2 separate regions of the Mus musculus genome follow, and region 2 is linked to region 1. The links are chromatin contacts, called in public HiCAR-type maps. All regions are on one chromosome and are shown on one strand. The core of a region is the stretch at or near the end of the contact, and the rest is flanking DNA. Distances in the headings are between cores, read along the strand shown.

The links. HiCAR-type assays count read pairs that join an accessible place to other places.
Region 2: a contact with region 1 is called in a HiCAR-type map of embryonic stem cells, with 6 times the contacts expected there. The contact joins the enhancer-like site here to the promoter of Nkx1-1 in region 1. A contact is called at or near these places in 10 of 39 promoter capture datasets (the 3T3-L1 cell line, 3T3-L1-derived adipocytes, cranial neural crest and 5 more), 2 of 15 datasets of contacts at CTCF or cohesin (embryonic stem cells and large pre-B cells), 17 of 484 Hi-C or Micro-C datasets (the AML12 cell line, the G1E-ER4 cell line, the HL-1 cell line and 9 more), 15 of 115 datasets of contacts at active chromatin or transcription factors (craniofacial prominence, embryonic basal ganglia, embryonic forebrain and 6 more) and 3 of 9 other capture datasets (adipose tissue, embryonic stem cells and liver).

What each region holds. Positions count from the first base shown.
Region 1 is chr5:33,431,371-33,438,758 of GRCm38.p6, reverse strand. It overlaps Nkx1-1 (NK1 homeobox 1), which reads left to right and starts at 4,669. Exons shown (of 2, transcript NM_011320.1): 1 at 4,669-5,134; 2 at 7,169-7,388. The coding sequence starts at 4,669.
Region 2 is chr5:33,580,247-33,587,634 of GRCm38.p6, reverse strand. No RefSeq gene overlaps it. Among named protein-coding and RNA genes, the nearest start is that of Fam53a, 46 kb to the left of the region's middle. Within about 2 kb of position 4,439, at least 2 of the 459 cell types and tissues checked have an H3K27ac peak or open chromatin away from gene starts, as enhancers often do.

The sequences.
Region 1 (7,388 bases), core at 3,420-5,919:
GCACTCATGCGTGGGTGCATGGCTTTATATATACATATATAAAACCAGCAGCCATTGATCCTGTGAAACTCCCTAGCCCTTTGGTGTGAGGTGGATGGGTGGACATCTCAACTGGGTGTGTAATGTACAAGGGGTCCAGACACCCACATTGTCCCCACAGAGATTGCGGGCAAGCTCTGAAATGGGCGGGTTTGTAATAGACAGTGAGGGCGGTGCATGAGTGGAGAGCAGAAACGTGCTGGCTGGATCCAGTTGCTGAACCTGTCTGTGACGTAGTCTCTTGGAAGCTGAGGTCGGCTAGGGGGTAGGAGTGGGACTGGGGAAGAGGGAGAGGGCGGAGCGGCTGTCCGCGGTACTGACCTGGCAGGAAGCCGAATGCTCTCACCACGGTTCAGGGAGCTGTCCGCGGTACTGACCTCCAGCCTACTAGTTGGGCGCGGTGTGCAGTGCTGATAGCGGTTCTTCCTCTGTGGCCTCCGGGCGAAGGCGACGCAGAGGTCAGCCGCCCGAGCTCTTTCTTCTGAGTTTCTGAATGTGCTGTGCTCATTCTTGAGGGGATAGAAGACCCAAGGGGAGATACATCTTAGAGAAAACGAATTAGCAGAATTGCTCATTCATTTTCCAGACTGGTGAGCGGCAGGGGGTACCATATATTGATATGGGTGGGGGTCAAGAAAGGCACATGGAAGCTCCTGTCCTCTTGTCCGCCTAATTTCCTGCATTGCATCCTTCAATGGGGAGGCAGCCCACTCAGAGACTGCAGAATACCAGCAGCCCCTCAGTCCACACATGGTGGGCCAGGTGACTAAAGTGCCTGCCTCTGCATGTTTCAGAAAGGTTTCGGGGGCCTGGTCACTTGGCAGAGTGGGGGTGGAGTTAACAGGACATAAGGAAAACAGCAGTCAAAGTGAAAGGCTGTCTGTGGTTGTGCCCAACCATAAAGACCCCGAACACTACAGCCCTTACAGCCTGTCCATAGAGCTCCCAGCAGCAGAAATGAAGGATATTCCACCAATCACCATTGCTTTACTCTGAGTAAGTGGCTGTTACTGGAGCCCTTGGGTCCTTGAAGGGAAGTAAAAGGGGTCTAAGAGACCACTCCACAGTGGAGACAAGTCATTATCCAAGGTGAGTTAACAAGAGAGGCTGGGGGTTCCTTCTCTTGCCTCTTTCAGAATTTCAAAATGAACAAATCAGGGGTAAGGAAGCTGAGAAAGTCAGCTTACGCCCTCCTTTTGCTAGGCCTACTTCTCAGACCTCTGGTCACAAGTCCCCTGGTCATACTCTCACCCTTGCCACATCTGTTCCTGCCTCGATACCCCAGTCCAACATGACTTATCACCCTGACTGACCTGCCACGGTGGGGGCTCAGCAGGAAAGGGGATGTTTCCTATCCTGCACAAGCAGAGCCATCTTCACTCGAGGCTGGGATTTCACCTGTCAGTGCCCACCTGAGGCCCCACAAGTGAAGCTGGTAGGTTGGAGATAACCTGAGATGGCAGATGGGCAGAGATTGCACAGATGAGGGTCTAATTGACAATCAATTGTGATTAGGAGCTAAAGGACGTCCTTATAGCCCTAGACAGTCTGGTTGAGGCTGAAAGAGGGCTGTTGTTTAGAGTTCTGGGCGAGGAGGAGGGGCATCGGGCAACCCTCTGACTTGGTTGTTCCTCAGAGGCAGGGTGGGAACAGAGGAAGAAGTTGTCTCAGTCTCTCAGTGAGCTATGTCCACACAGCATTGTCCCAGACCAAAGGAAGAAGAGAAGCGGTGGCCCTATTCAGCTCCAGAGGACCCTTGGGCTCACCTTACTCCTCAGAGTTGGCTGTAAGCTTGGCTGTTCATTACTCTGCCTGCTACAGCTCATGTCAGAATATTGAGGGGCAGGAAGGGCAGGGGAAGTAAACCAGGGGCATACAAACTTCTAGACAGCCAAGGTGCTTTCTCTGCATTCTGCCCAGCTCTGACCAGTCCCCTACCCATCAGCAGGCAGGTCATTCGGCAGGGCCAAGTGTGAGTTTCGGTGAAAAACAACAACAATGACAACAACAAAACCCAACATCCAGTTGCCTGTTTTTCTATAACGTGTTACTTTATCTCACTTCATATCCTCTGTTAACACGTTGTATTACATTGTCTGTGTCTTAGCTGCAGTCTACAACTCACGTTCTAGGAAACACCACTTTGCTTGCATTTGCTTGTCCTGAAGGAAGGCTGCACAGAAAGGGCTACACAGGTCATTGTACTTCCTCACAGGCAGGTGTCATGGCTGAGAGTGCAGCCAGGCCAGCTCCAACCCAGTAAGGTGTGGGTGCTGCAGCTGCTGTTAAATGTTTGCCAACATTCACCCCTCTGCTGACTTGTGCTAGTGACAAATGTGTGTGTGGGGGGGTGTGTGGGGGGGTGTGGGTGCTTGTAGGGATGTCCCAGAGTCTCCACTACCCAGAGCCAGCTCTGCACATGAGGCCTGTCCTCCCCTGCCCTCCCCTCCCAAAAGAAGCTCCCTTCTGCACCCAGTGGCTCTGCTTCCTGGGGAAGCAAAGAAGATGGGGACTTGGCAGCCGGTCTGTGTGCAGTCCTCACCAAAGGACTTAAAAGAGACAGGAAGTGGAAGGAGGAGCAGATGGGGGAGGGGTGACGGGGTGCAGCGCACTGCCCTTTTGAGCCACCTTCTGACTGGGTGTGGGTGCTCATGAATGAATTCCTGCTTGTGTGTTGGCGGCTTCTGAATGAGTGTGACTCTCTCTCTCTCTCTCTCTCTCTCTCTCTCTCTCTCTCTCTCTCTCTCTCTGTGTGTGTGTGTGTGTGTGTGTGTTTGTAAGAGAATGGGGCGTGTACATCTATATTCAAACTCAGTTGAGAAGAGGAAGGGAGCAAAGACCAAGATGGGGGCGGGAAGAAGATAATTACCTCACTGTGATGAGAGATTACCCACCCTCCTTCCCCAGAGGTGATTTATAATTTAAAGATAAAGAATAATCAGGTCCTGGCAAGGAAGGACACAGTGTTGTGGGTCTGATTAGAATCTCAGGATGGACCAGCGCGGTGAGGGTGGGAGGGGGCAGGGAAGAAACTGAGGGGAGGAGAGCCCTGCCCCCCTCCTTCTGCCTCCTGTCCCAGCCTCCCAGAGGCTCAGCATGTCCGAGCTTGGCCCAAATTACAGGCGATCGGTCCCCCATTATTTCTCCTAACTTTTAATTTCTGCTTCCGAAGGATCATTGCCCGCGGTAATTGCAAAGGACCGTCCTTGTGCAGAGCAGGCTCTCGGGACCGTAGTGGGAGGAGGAATGCATACCCGCTGGAGCACACGTCGTAGGCGCACACACTCACACTCTGGGCACGCCAGTTCCATCGCCGGGTCCCACCTGGGTCCTTCAGAGGCGGGTCAGCTCATTGGCCTGAGCGAGAGGAGGAGGAAAACTAGGAAGCGAAGCATCGGCTACCTGACCCTCATCCTCCAAAGCCGGGCTCGACCTTCCGAGGTCGTCCGCCGAGACTGTCCTGTAAATCTCCAGACTGGACAAGACGGTGCACAAACGCTCAGGCCTCAAACGGCCCTTCTGATTTGTTAGGGATGGGGAAGAGGACAGTTTCCGTATTATTTCTGGAAGAAACACATATTTTCCCGTTACATGAAGGGTATCGATCTTTATGTAGGCCACCTGCTATTTGTGCGATTTTTCGGTCACCCTTTGGGGGGGGGGCGGGGACTAGGACGGCCGTCTAGCCCTACTCATTTCGATTCCACTTCTAATGAGCGTCACTCGCGGGCGCCAGCCCCGCCTCTTGCGGGGGATTTCGAGTCGTCCCTAATTTGATCCAGCCAAGGGGGCGGGAGTCAAAGCCAGTGAGGATGGAGGGACAGAGATTCTGACCAGATTGCTCCAGACGCGGAAAAACAGCAATCGAGGGCAGCGGAAACCGAAACTCTGGGAACACGCCCCACAAGGGGCTGAAGACCCTGGAGAGACTCAGAACCCGCAAGAACCCCTCTCTCCCTTTCCGTCCTAGCAGCGGAAGGCGCGAGAGCCCCTGGTGCCAGGATAGCCCAGAACCCCGCGTGCCACGGCAGCAGGAGAGACCTGCCTTAGCGGTACCCTGAGCTGGGATGTCCAGGCCAACTCGGGGCGCGTGGGTTCCCACGTCCTGGGGCCTCTGCAGCCCTCCACAGCCAACTGATCCCGCAATTATTTAAAAGGCGACTGTCTCCTCCCCCTTCGCCAAGGAGGCGGGCACGCAGTTTCCAGCCCCGCGGAGGCGCAGCGGCACGGTGCTGAGCACCCCAGCCTCCAGTGGACTGTGCTCTGGCTCCGGGCAGGGCGTCTGTCTGTCCGTCTCTGCGGCTCAGTCCGTGAGTCCCGTACCGGGCCCGCCTACTCCGCTTGGGACCGTTCGCAGCCAATTAGGCGTGAGCGCTAACGAGGGAAGCGGAACCCTGCGGCCGCCTGCGGGCGCACGTGTGTGCGGCGTGTGGGCGCGTGGGCGCCTCCGGCGGGGCCGCCATAAATGCACTGGCCCGGCGCGGCGGGCGCCTGAAGCGGTGGCGGAGGCAAGGCCAGGCAGCACCAGCAGAGCGGGAACAGCTGGGCTGAGGCTGATTTTGCGGGGCGCAGGGATGGGATCCCAGTAGGTAGCGGGGGCCCGAGCCGCCTGAGCGGCCCGAGGCCCGCATGAGTACCAGCGGCCCGGCGGCACCCGGGGACGTCCCCGCGCTGCCACCGCCACCGCCCGGGCCCGGCTCGGGGCCCGCACCGCCGGCTCCTGCGGCTACAGCTCGGGACACTATGGACGGACGAGCTGAGCTGCCCATCTTTCCCCGGGCTGGAGTGCCACCGCTCGCGGCCAGCGACACTGTTCCCGCGGTGCCAGAGGGGGCTGGAGCGGCCCGGCCCGCCGCGCCCCCGCGCCCCACCTCCTTCTCCGTGTTGGACATCCTAGATCCCAACAAGTTCAACAGTAGGAGACGCCGCTGCGTGCTACTGGGCCCTGTGGTGCCCGCTACGTGTGCCCCATGCGCCCCGGCCGCGTGCGTCGCGGTCCCCGCTGCCTCCGGACGTTCGCCGCGCGCAGAGCTAGAACGCCGAGCCCTCTCCGCCGCCACAGGAGTCGCAGCGGCCGCGGGAGCTGAGCCTACAAGTGAGTATAAGGGGTTGGTGATAGGGGCGAGGACACCGACTGCTCCGGAATGTTTATGCTCCCGGCGAGCTGGGCCTGACCCAAGCGCCGCCGGGCTCTGTGGAAAGTTCGCAGAGCGCGGGGTCCGCCCCAAGCATCCGTGGCCTCCTCCCGACCCGGACTCTAGGGCCCTCACTGCTGCACGCTTCTGGAAAGGTTCTGTTGGGCCAAATCTGGGGCCTTGGGGTTGCGACTACGGTCCAGGATTCATCTAGTCAATCTTTGGTGTTGGAGGGTAGTTGGTGCTGGAGGCAAAGGGACATGCGGCGACTGACTTGGTGACTTACCCACCCCCACCGTGGCCTTCCCGGCCCTCCCCCTTTGGACAAATCAGACTAATTGTGACAAAACGCTGGTTATCTCTGGAAAAACAATTAAATCCCTTCGATTACAGTTAAAGGGAAATGTGCTTAGCGGCGGAAAGCGGCCGGTAATGGGGCGGCCCGCGCCCCCTTTGCGGTCGATATCCCATTACGGCGCATGCATATCTCTTTCAAGCACCTTGCAAACTCCCCCCGAACATCTAAATTATAGGGTCAAAATTCGGATAATTACTCGATTAAAACCTATTACACTTATTAGGGGCCGCTATTGATCGCGAATTGCATTCGACCAGCTCCTGATTGCTTTTTGTGCCCCTCCCCCGTCCTCCTCTAACTTCTTGGCCCCTGCGCCTCTCATGGACCAGAACGCTCAGGGAGAACTGGACTGGGGCCGCCAGCTCTACCAACGCGGTTGCATTGACCTTCCGTTCCTAGAGAGAGGAAGGGCAGGCCATGCAGGCTGCAGTTGGACCCCTCTCTCCGCCAAGGGGTTGGTCTACGAGGAACTCGCGGCTGCCTGCTGGAGCTGTGTAGGGAGGGAGCGAGCGCTGCACAGTTGGGAGAGGGCAGCCAGGCAGGGCTGGGGCAGGGATGACTGGCTACGTGTCGCCTGAGGGAATAGTTGTCCTGCTAAGACCTGGGAGTTGAGGACAGGACACCCGCACTCTTCATGCGACCTGGGTCATTTGAGCTGGGTTATTTTCGAGTTGCGATTTTATGCTCCAGTATGTCAGCGTCAACTCGATCTGAGAGCTGAACACCGGCCCTGGGTCGGAAAACGTGGAGGCCTCCTCTGGCATTTAAAGACCACCTGTGGGTGAGGGGCATGAAAGGTCCTCAGATTCCTGCAGAGCAGACAGACAGCCTTGCAAAATTTCAGAGGCAAAATGCAGTCATGGCGGCAGCATCTCTCTGGATGCAGCGGGATTAGCGCTCATACTCCCTCCCAGGGCCCTGCTTAGAGGTTCACAATACGCTTTCCCAGCCTCCAAACTCAACCAGCCCACGGGAAGCTGGAGCCCGCTTAAGACAGAGTCGCTGGGGAGCTGGTTGGTGGGCCCCAGAGGTCCGCAGGGAAGTCAGCACTTTGCGACGCCTAGTTTTCAGGGCCTGAAGCCTGAGGTAGGGACAGCTCCCAGACGACCGATTTTGGTTTTCAGAAGTGGCCTCCTCACAGCCGGCCGACCCCACCCCAGGCCTCGCGCCCCTCCAGCTATTAACTGTGCGGTAATTGGCTGGCCCCGCGCCCGCTGTAATTGGAAGGTAATATACGCCCAAATAAATTAAATGGACTTTAACTAGTTTGTACATTACACAAAATGAGTTTAATTAAGTTTGTATCTGCCCCGTGAATCGATCGGAGCTCTTTCTCCGCTGTACACTCCGAGGGCCGCCCGCGCACCGCAGCCCTAAAGGCCAAGGCCAGGACTGCGGATGGGGCAGCAAAGCAGCTCGACACGGAGTGGGTCCTTCCGAAGGAAGGCAGAGAGGAAATGCAAGCAATCAAGGAGGAACTGTGGCAAGGAGGAAGAAAAAGAAAATCTTTGGTGAGGGGGCAAACGAGGAAGAGGAGAAACACAACAGTTAAAAGAGAATCTCTCCTGGGGCGGAGCGGGCAGGGCGGCTGGCAGCGGGCCTGACCCTCTGTTCTCTTCCTTTTCGCCGCCCGCAGGTGCTGGGGACTCTTACAGGGCGGACGAGGCCGAGGCCAACGGCTACAGCAGCGGCAGCGGTCGCAGCCCGACCGCGGACAGCGAGGATGAAGCGCCGGAGGACGAGGACGAGGAAGAAGCGCCCGAGGTGCAGGATGCTCAGGGCACGGAGGAGCCTCGGGGAGGCAGCGGCGGTCTCGGGGCCCGCGGGTCGGGCTGCCCCGGAGCGGCCGAGGTCGA
Region 2 (7,388 bases), core at 3,190-5,689, 150 kb before region 1:
CTGTTATGTATGGCACAGTTGCAACCCTGGCTCTCAGCCTCACAGCCACTGTTCATTCAGTGCACCCCCCTCTGTGGAAGGCAGAGCCAGGAAAGCCCACGGCCGAAGGGCACCTGTCAGTGATGGCAGCAGGGACAGTGTGACATTGTCTGCCATGTCCTGAGGAAAATGCTCCAAGTCCTGTCACACCAGGTAGGCAGCTGGACCAGCTTCACTCCTACTGCCCAGCATGGGGACTGATGGCAAAATGTCATGTGACCCGCTGTGCACCTACACCGCTGTGGCTATTAACTATGGTACCAGTGCTTTGTTACCCATCGCTACAATAGTGCGAACACGATGCCTACTGCTTGGTTTTGGATGAGGATAATGGCTGGTTTGGCAAAGCATACAGCCCTGGCTCTGTGCACGCTCAGCCCCTGCTCCGTGCACACTCAGTCACTGCTCTATGAACACTCAGCCCCTGCACTTGGCACACTCAGGTCCTGCTCTGTGCACACTCAGCCCCTGCTCTGTGCACACTCAGCCCCTGCTCTGTGCACACTCAGCCCCTGCTCTGGGCACACTCAGCCCCTGCTCTGGGCACACTCAGCCCCTGCACTGGGCACACTCAGCCCCTGTATTATGCACACTGAGCCCCCGCTCTGTACATCCCTCCTGCTCTGGCTGCATGGTCACAGGAGGCACTGGCCGATGGAGGTAAATCCAGTTCTAGATGTAGTTGCTCCTGGGGTTGGAACTCCTTTGTCCTTGTGTCTGCCCCTTCCAATGTGAACTCGGTCACATGGCTGACCTACTAACTGAACAGGAACTGGGCAGGGAGGTACCTGTGTCCAGCAGGGATCTGTCTGTCATTTGTCTTCTGCTCTGCATTTCTGGTCTCACTTACCTGAGCATGGTGAGTGAATGAGGTCCTGAGAGAATGTGGATTGTTTGACACAGGCAGGGTCTTGCCAAGAACTGCAGTGTCTTGGATCCAGGGGCATGGCAAGCTTTCCTGGGTGATGTTCAGGGAGAGGCAAAGCCTTCCTCTTGTCTGAATGGGAATGTTGATGGTGTGTGCAGGAACCACCAACCACCGCTTCCTCCTCTGGGATGATGGCAGCCTGGAGCTGCTCCACTACAGAAATCCCCTCAGAGATCAACCAAACATGCCTCCTTGTTCAGCTGTATACAACAAGCCCAACTCCTCTATTCAGAGGTGTAAACTCATCCAGTTTCCCAGTTGTTACACTTTTGATACTGTATCTCTATCAGAGAGCACGCAACTCACCAGATCCCAGTTTTTCTGTGCATGTGTCTGTGTGCCTGTCTGCTCTTCATCCCTGCATCACCTCAGTCAGGTCTCCAGGACCAGTCCACGCAGGATGTGGCAATTGAAGTTGCCTTTCATCCGAAAAAAATATTACACCAGAAATGCCGATTCCTAATTTAAATTGTGACCCATGCCTAGTGGCATGATGGGATTGTGCACAATCTCGTGCCCTCTCACCCTCTGCCTGCCATGTCCACAACACTTGTGCCATCCCGTGGTTGCCTAGTAACCACCTGTTATCAGAGTCAGCCATTTCTGTATCTCTGTGGATACAGGGCTTGTGTATCCATGGTCTAAGGCACCTGTCAGGGTTTGGAACCCATTTCCCATATGGGGGACACAGTGACGGGCAGTGTTGCCTCCAGTGATGTAGTTATCCCCAAGGTTTCCATGATGGCAAGGCATCTGCAGGACCTTTGGTATGCCCAGTGGCTGGTATGTTGCGTGTGGGTGATAGAGTTGATGATGTTTTAGTTAGCATTGTTCTGTTGTTGATGGATTGGCACTGCTTTGGTGGTGATATTGATGGCAGTATGTTCTGGTTGTTAGTGATATTGGTATTGAGGGTGGGTGTTAGTCGTCCTGGTGGGAACACTGGCCTGTTGTGGTTGCTGGAGGTGTTAGCATTGCTAGTGTTATTGGTGGTGATGGTGGTGTGGTGTGCTATTATCGATGGGGGTGTGTTGTTAATGTTATTGTGGGGCTGTTGTTTGTTAGGATATTGGTAAGGATGCTGGTGTGTCGTGATGGTTTATTGGTGGTGGCAGTGTTACTGTTGTTGGTTGTGTGTGAGTGAGCCTGTACAACACCAAGGATCCCACTCTGTGAGGAAACATCCCTGAGATCTCATATCTAGAATCACCAACAAGGTGAGAGGAGAGGCCTGAGGCGGGCCCTGGGGAATATCTTATAGAAAGAGAGTCATTTCACTCAATACCAGCTATTGAACACACACAGAAAAGGTTTGTTATGGAAACAAGAAGGCACTTAATAACACATTAGTGTGGAGCCATTGAGACAAGAGAGGAGAGCCAAATGGTTATGGCTCAGAGGGAGTGGAGCTAATCCAGGAGGCAGCATTAGTGTGGAGGTTTCTTTCCTCTCTGCTCTTCTGCCCAGACCTATTATCTATCTGTCTGAGTTTGTCCTAGTTAGGACCCCCAATTCACCATCCACCCTAATTCCCATGGTTCCCGGATGGACAAGAAAGGAAAGAGGGTAGGCCATTGGTGTGGGCTGATCCTGTAGAACTCTGGGTCCTGCCCCACCTTCCCCCTGCACATCACTACAGGCCTCTTCCCGCTGCCCTGACCCACACAGGGTGCAATGGTGACCTCTTGCCTATATTGGCAGCTGCAGCCAATGTTGATGTCAATGAGCTACTTGTTGTAAGAAGGTGCTGGAACTGGAAGAGAGCACATGAGTGTGCCTAGCCTCAGCCCTGCTGCCCAGGGGGACCCTGGTCTGTTTGGGTGCCCCCTTCTTGCTTTCAGCCCCATTCTGAATGTCTGGTGTTTCACAGATGTCTCCATCCCTTTATAGTATCTGTTTAAGGGCTATCATGCTGTTGCTCAGGGCTCACCACTGTGGGTCAAGTCCAAGGCACTCGACTTAGGTCAGTAGGAAGCTGCTGGCCAGGGAAGAGCCAGTCTTTATATTCTACAGCTCCATGGCCAAGATCATGCCAGGCTCACAGCATGATCATACTCCAGCCTACTACTCATTACCGTAAGGCCCCAGCTCATAACCCAGACAAAGCGGAGTACCAGGGGACCTGGAGTTCTATGACCAGGGGATCTGGTCTCATTCTCCCCTCATGGCATCCAGGGCACAGAATTTCCCTAGGCTGGTTTCCCCTGGAGCTTGACTGCTCTTTGCCCACCGGCCTGTGTCAGGAGGAGCATCCTTCATGCCTGCTTGTTCAGTGCCAGCCCTTTGAGGCCCTGGCTCAGTTCCAGCTAACTCCTTACTAGGGTCCCAGCTGCCCTGTTTGTCACTCAAAGGTGATGGCTGACCCACTTCTGCCACCTACTCTCAGGACTTTGCTTGCCCTCACTTCTTTCCAAGGAATTCGTGTGACAGTTTTCCCACATGTCTTGTTGGTGCGTAGCTCAGGCCTCTACCTTCTCAGTGCCCCATCCATTTGCTCACTGGGCCTCTCCATGCCAGGCAGATGCTTCCGGTGTCAGCTTTCGCTGAGGGTTTGCCCTTTCCCTGGCGAGGTGACACCGGTTGTGTGCTGAGAACTTTCCAGTGCTTCCACCTTTGACCTGTGCGAGGATCTGCTGTTTCCGATGCTGAAGGAGGGGCATGTCTGCAGGCAAGGGTCTATATCTACACAGGATGCTGACGCTCCATGATGCTATCTTTCAGAATATCAAGATGATCCCAGGTAACAGAAAGCTAGGGGTTGGTCACTGACAGACCACTCCAGAAGAGTGACCAAAGAAATGTGAATGAGAAGAGAAGCGGCTCTGGACAGAGCAGCCAGAGATTGCTGAGAGCTCTTCATCTCTGGGAACAATCTAGAACCTGCATGAGTGAGCCTTGAGGCACAAACCGGACGAGTTTCACAGAACTCCTGACAGAGGCTGAGTAAGGCAGGCAAAAGGACAGTGACAAAGGGACATTTCCACACTTCACTCAGATGGTGCAGTGCCAGCAGCAGAGAGCTGTGGGACGTGGTATGTAAGCAAGGACAGACAGCAGCAGCCCACTGTGTGCCCCAGACTCAAGATGCCCACCAAGTCAGTGAATGGCCCAGAACCATGAAGAAATCGTGAGAATTTTCTAGAAGGGTCACATTATCAGCTTTTGGAGTGAGGTCTGAGTTCCTGTGTGGTTGGTTCCTGTGGAAAGTCATTCTCTGCAGGCTGTTAACTGATTGTGGCAGCGCTGTTCTTGGGAGAATCCTTCCTCACTCCATTAAAGAGCATTAATGTCTTGTCACATATAATTGACTGTATGTGCAGACCCCCATACCACTCTGTGCCCTCCGTTCTTAGCCCTCTGATCTGTGGGCGTGTCTGGAGCCTATTGTCTTGATTACCTCCATGACCCAGTAACCCCTACAGTCTGCGTGCACACAGAACCGGCATCCTGTGAGTGATGTCAGGGTCTGTCGTCAGCCTGACCCTTAGCTGGGCCCTCTTAGACCCCATAGCTTTAGTGATTTCGAAGTGCCTGCATGGCTGAACCTGGGAAGACACTTCTTAGGCAGCCCTGTGTGACAGGCTGTACTGGAGCCTGCAGTAGATCTCTACCTGGTTCCTGGGATTCCTTCAAGGCATCTTTCCTGTTGCCCTGAAGCAAAATTTTTGGCCCCTCCCCATCCCCATGCTGAGAATTGAACATAGAGCCTCAGGGATGCTAAGCATGCGTTCTATGCTGAGCTACAGGGTCTATACTAACTCTTGGCTTCTTTTCTTTTCTTTTCTTTTCTTTTCAAAAATTACTTTTTTGGTCATTTTTAAAAAAGATTTATTTATTGTTATATGTAAGTACACTGTAGCTGTCTTCAGACATACCAGAAGAGGGTGTCAGATCTCATTACAGATGGTTGTGAGCCACCATGTGGTTGCTGGGATTTGAACTTAGGACCTTTGGAAGAGCAGTCAGTGCTCTTAACCTCTGAGCCATCTCTCTAGCCCTTTTAAATTACTTTTTAAATTCACTTTACACCCTGCTCACTGCCTCCCTCCAGGTCACCCCCTCCCACAATCTTTCTCCCTCTTTCTCCTCTGAGTGGGTGCCCCCCCTTAACCTCCCCCAACCCTGGCAGATCACATCTCTGCTGGGCTAGGAGAATCCTCTCCCACTGAGGCCAGACAAGGCAGCCCAGCTAGAACATATCCCACAGACAGGCAATAGATAGCCCCGCTTTTTTTGTGATAGCCCCTACTTCAGTTGTTCCAGACCCACATGAAGACCAAGCTGCACATCTGCTACCTATGTGTGGGGAGGCCTAGGTCCAGCCCATGTATGTTCTTTGGTTGGTGTATCCGTCTCTGAGAGCCCCCTCAAGTCAGTTGACTTTGTTGGTCTTCCTGTGGAGTTCATATCTCCTTTTGGGTCTGCAATTCTTCCCTCTATCCTTCTGTAAGAGTCCCAAGCCCCATCCACTGTTTGACTTTGAATGTCTGTATCTGTCTGAGTCAGCTGCTGGGTGGAGCCTCTCAGAGGACAGCCATGCTAGACTCCTTTCTTATGAAAAAAAAAAAAAAAAGGCAACTAGGCTTTCCTTAGTCCAACTTCTACATATACTGACCAAAGTGCAGGTTTTCCAAATCTCTAATTTTTGCCCCTGATTCTTTTTGTGAGGCTGGTGTCTAGAAATAAGCACTACACAACCACAGTGCCTTACTCGTGGCCTGGAAGTCTCCTCTGCAGGGAAGGCTGCTGCCTTTGGACTTAACACCTCACAGTGCTTGCTTTGAGGACATGGGTGGCATACAGCTTTGCCAGAGGACAGCAGGAGTGGCCTTCAGTGGCCGCTGATGGTGTCCTTGCTCCTATCAGAAGCCTCTTGAGTGTCGTCTTCACTGGCCACATTTCTGTGAACATTCTGCCTTGAGATCCCACCAGAGCCACCCACTGAACTCTGCTCACAACGTTCTTTGGCTTCTCCTGCCCACATTCCAAACTCTTCCACATTCCTCCCACAAGCAAGTCCCAGAGGCCTAAGAACCATGAGGTCAGATTTATGATAAGAACAGCCTAGCTTTTCCAACTCGGCGACATCATGCCCAAAACACCAGACCTGCACAATCTCAGGGAGGGAAGACTTATTTGTGCTCAGAATTTTGAAGGATTCGTTCCATCATGGTAGCCAAGGCAAGACAGGCAGCTCATATCATGCAAAGAAAACAGAGAAAGATGGGAAGGGGCCCGTTCATCTAACAGTTCCATCTCCTAAAGTTTTAAGAACTTTCCAAACCAGCTTCAGCAGCTGGGGACCTGGGCTTTGTACCTCATGAACCTGTGGGGACATTTCACACAAAGCATAAGAGAGGGTTTTACAGTAGAAAGTGTTAGGACTTTTATCCTTTCTAACAAAAATTTTAGGTCATTCTAGACTTTCTGCCTGGCTCAGCTAGTTTTACAAAGAGGCCATTGGTATTTTGATTGGTATCATGTTAGATCTATATACCAACTTAGAGGATAATTTACATCTTAACACTATTGAGCTTTCCATGACCTTTGCCCTACTTATCTGTCTTTAGTTTCTCTCAATTATCACTACAGCATTCCTGCACACAATTGTTCAATTTATTTCCATGTGTCTTTTTGGTGTTAATTAGGATTTTTTTTTTCATTTTTCTGATTGTTTTCTACTAGTTTATAGAATAGAGTTGAATTTTGTCTACTGAATTTATCTCTATGGTCTCCATAATTCATTTATTAATTCCGGAGGTGATATTGTGAGTTCCTTAGCCCTTCCCCCCAAAACTTATTTTTTAAACAATTTTTACTATTCTTTATCTATGTATAGGTGTGGTTGTGCATGTCATGGTGTTTGTGTGGACAGGAAAGGACAGCTTGCAGGAGGTGGGTCTCTCTTTCCAACATGGGTTCCAGAGAACTCAGGTCCTCTTGTTTGCCTTCCCCTGCTGAGCTATCTTGCCACTCCTCTGAACTTCTTTGCTTAGAACATTAACTGTTGACTATGTTTCTGTGTCCAAAGATCTAGGACAGTACGGAGCTAACTGGGCTCAGTCCTAAGGTCATCAGATAGATGTGTTCCAGCTATGGGGTGGGATCCAGATCTCATCTGTTTTCTGCCAGAACAAAAGCCAAGGAAGAGGCATTCAGTGGATCAAACAACTAGGGTCAGTGTCCCCAGGGATGGCAAGAGGCCAGAGAAGGAGAGGGTATCACAAATAAGAATCAAAAGTTGGCTTGTTGACTGAGACAGGGCAGGGTGGAGGCCCTGGGGAGCAAAGAACAAAGTGTGATATGTATCTTGAGGTGACTTTCACAAGGGAAGTGACAAGGACAGAGAGGAAGGGCTCTGAGCAGCAGGGTGGGTGGGCAGGGCTTGTATATATGGTGTGTCCCCCTGTATTTCTCCATT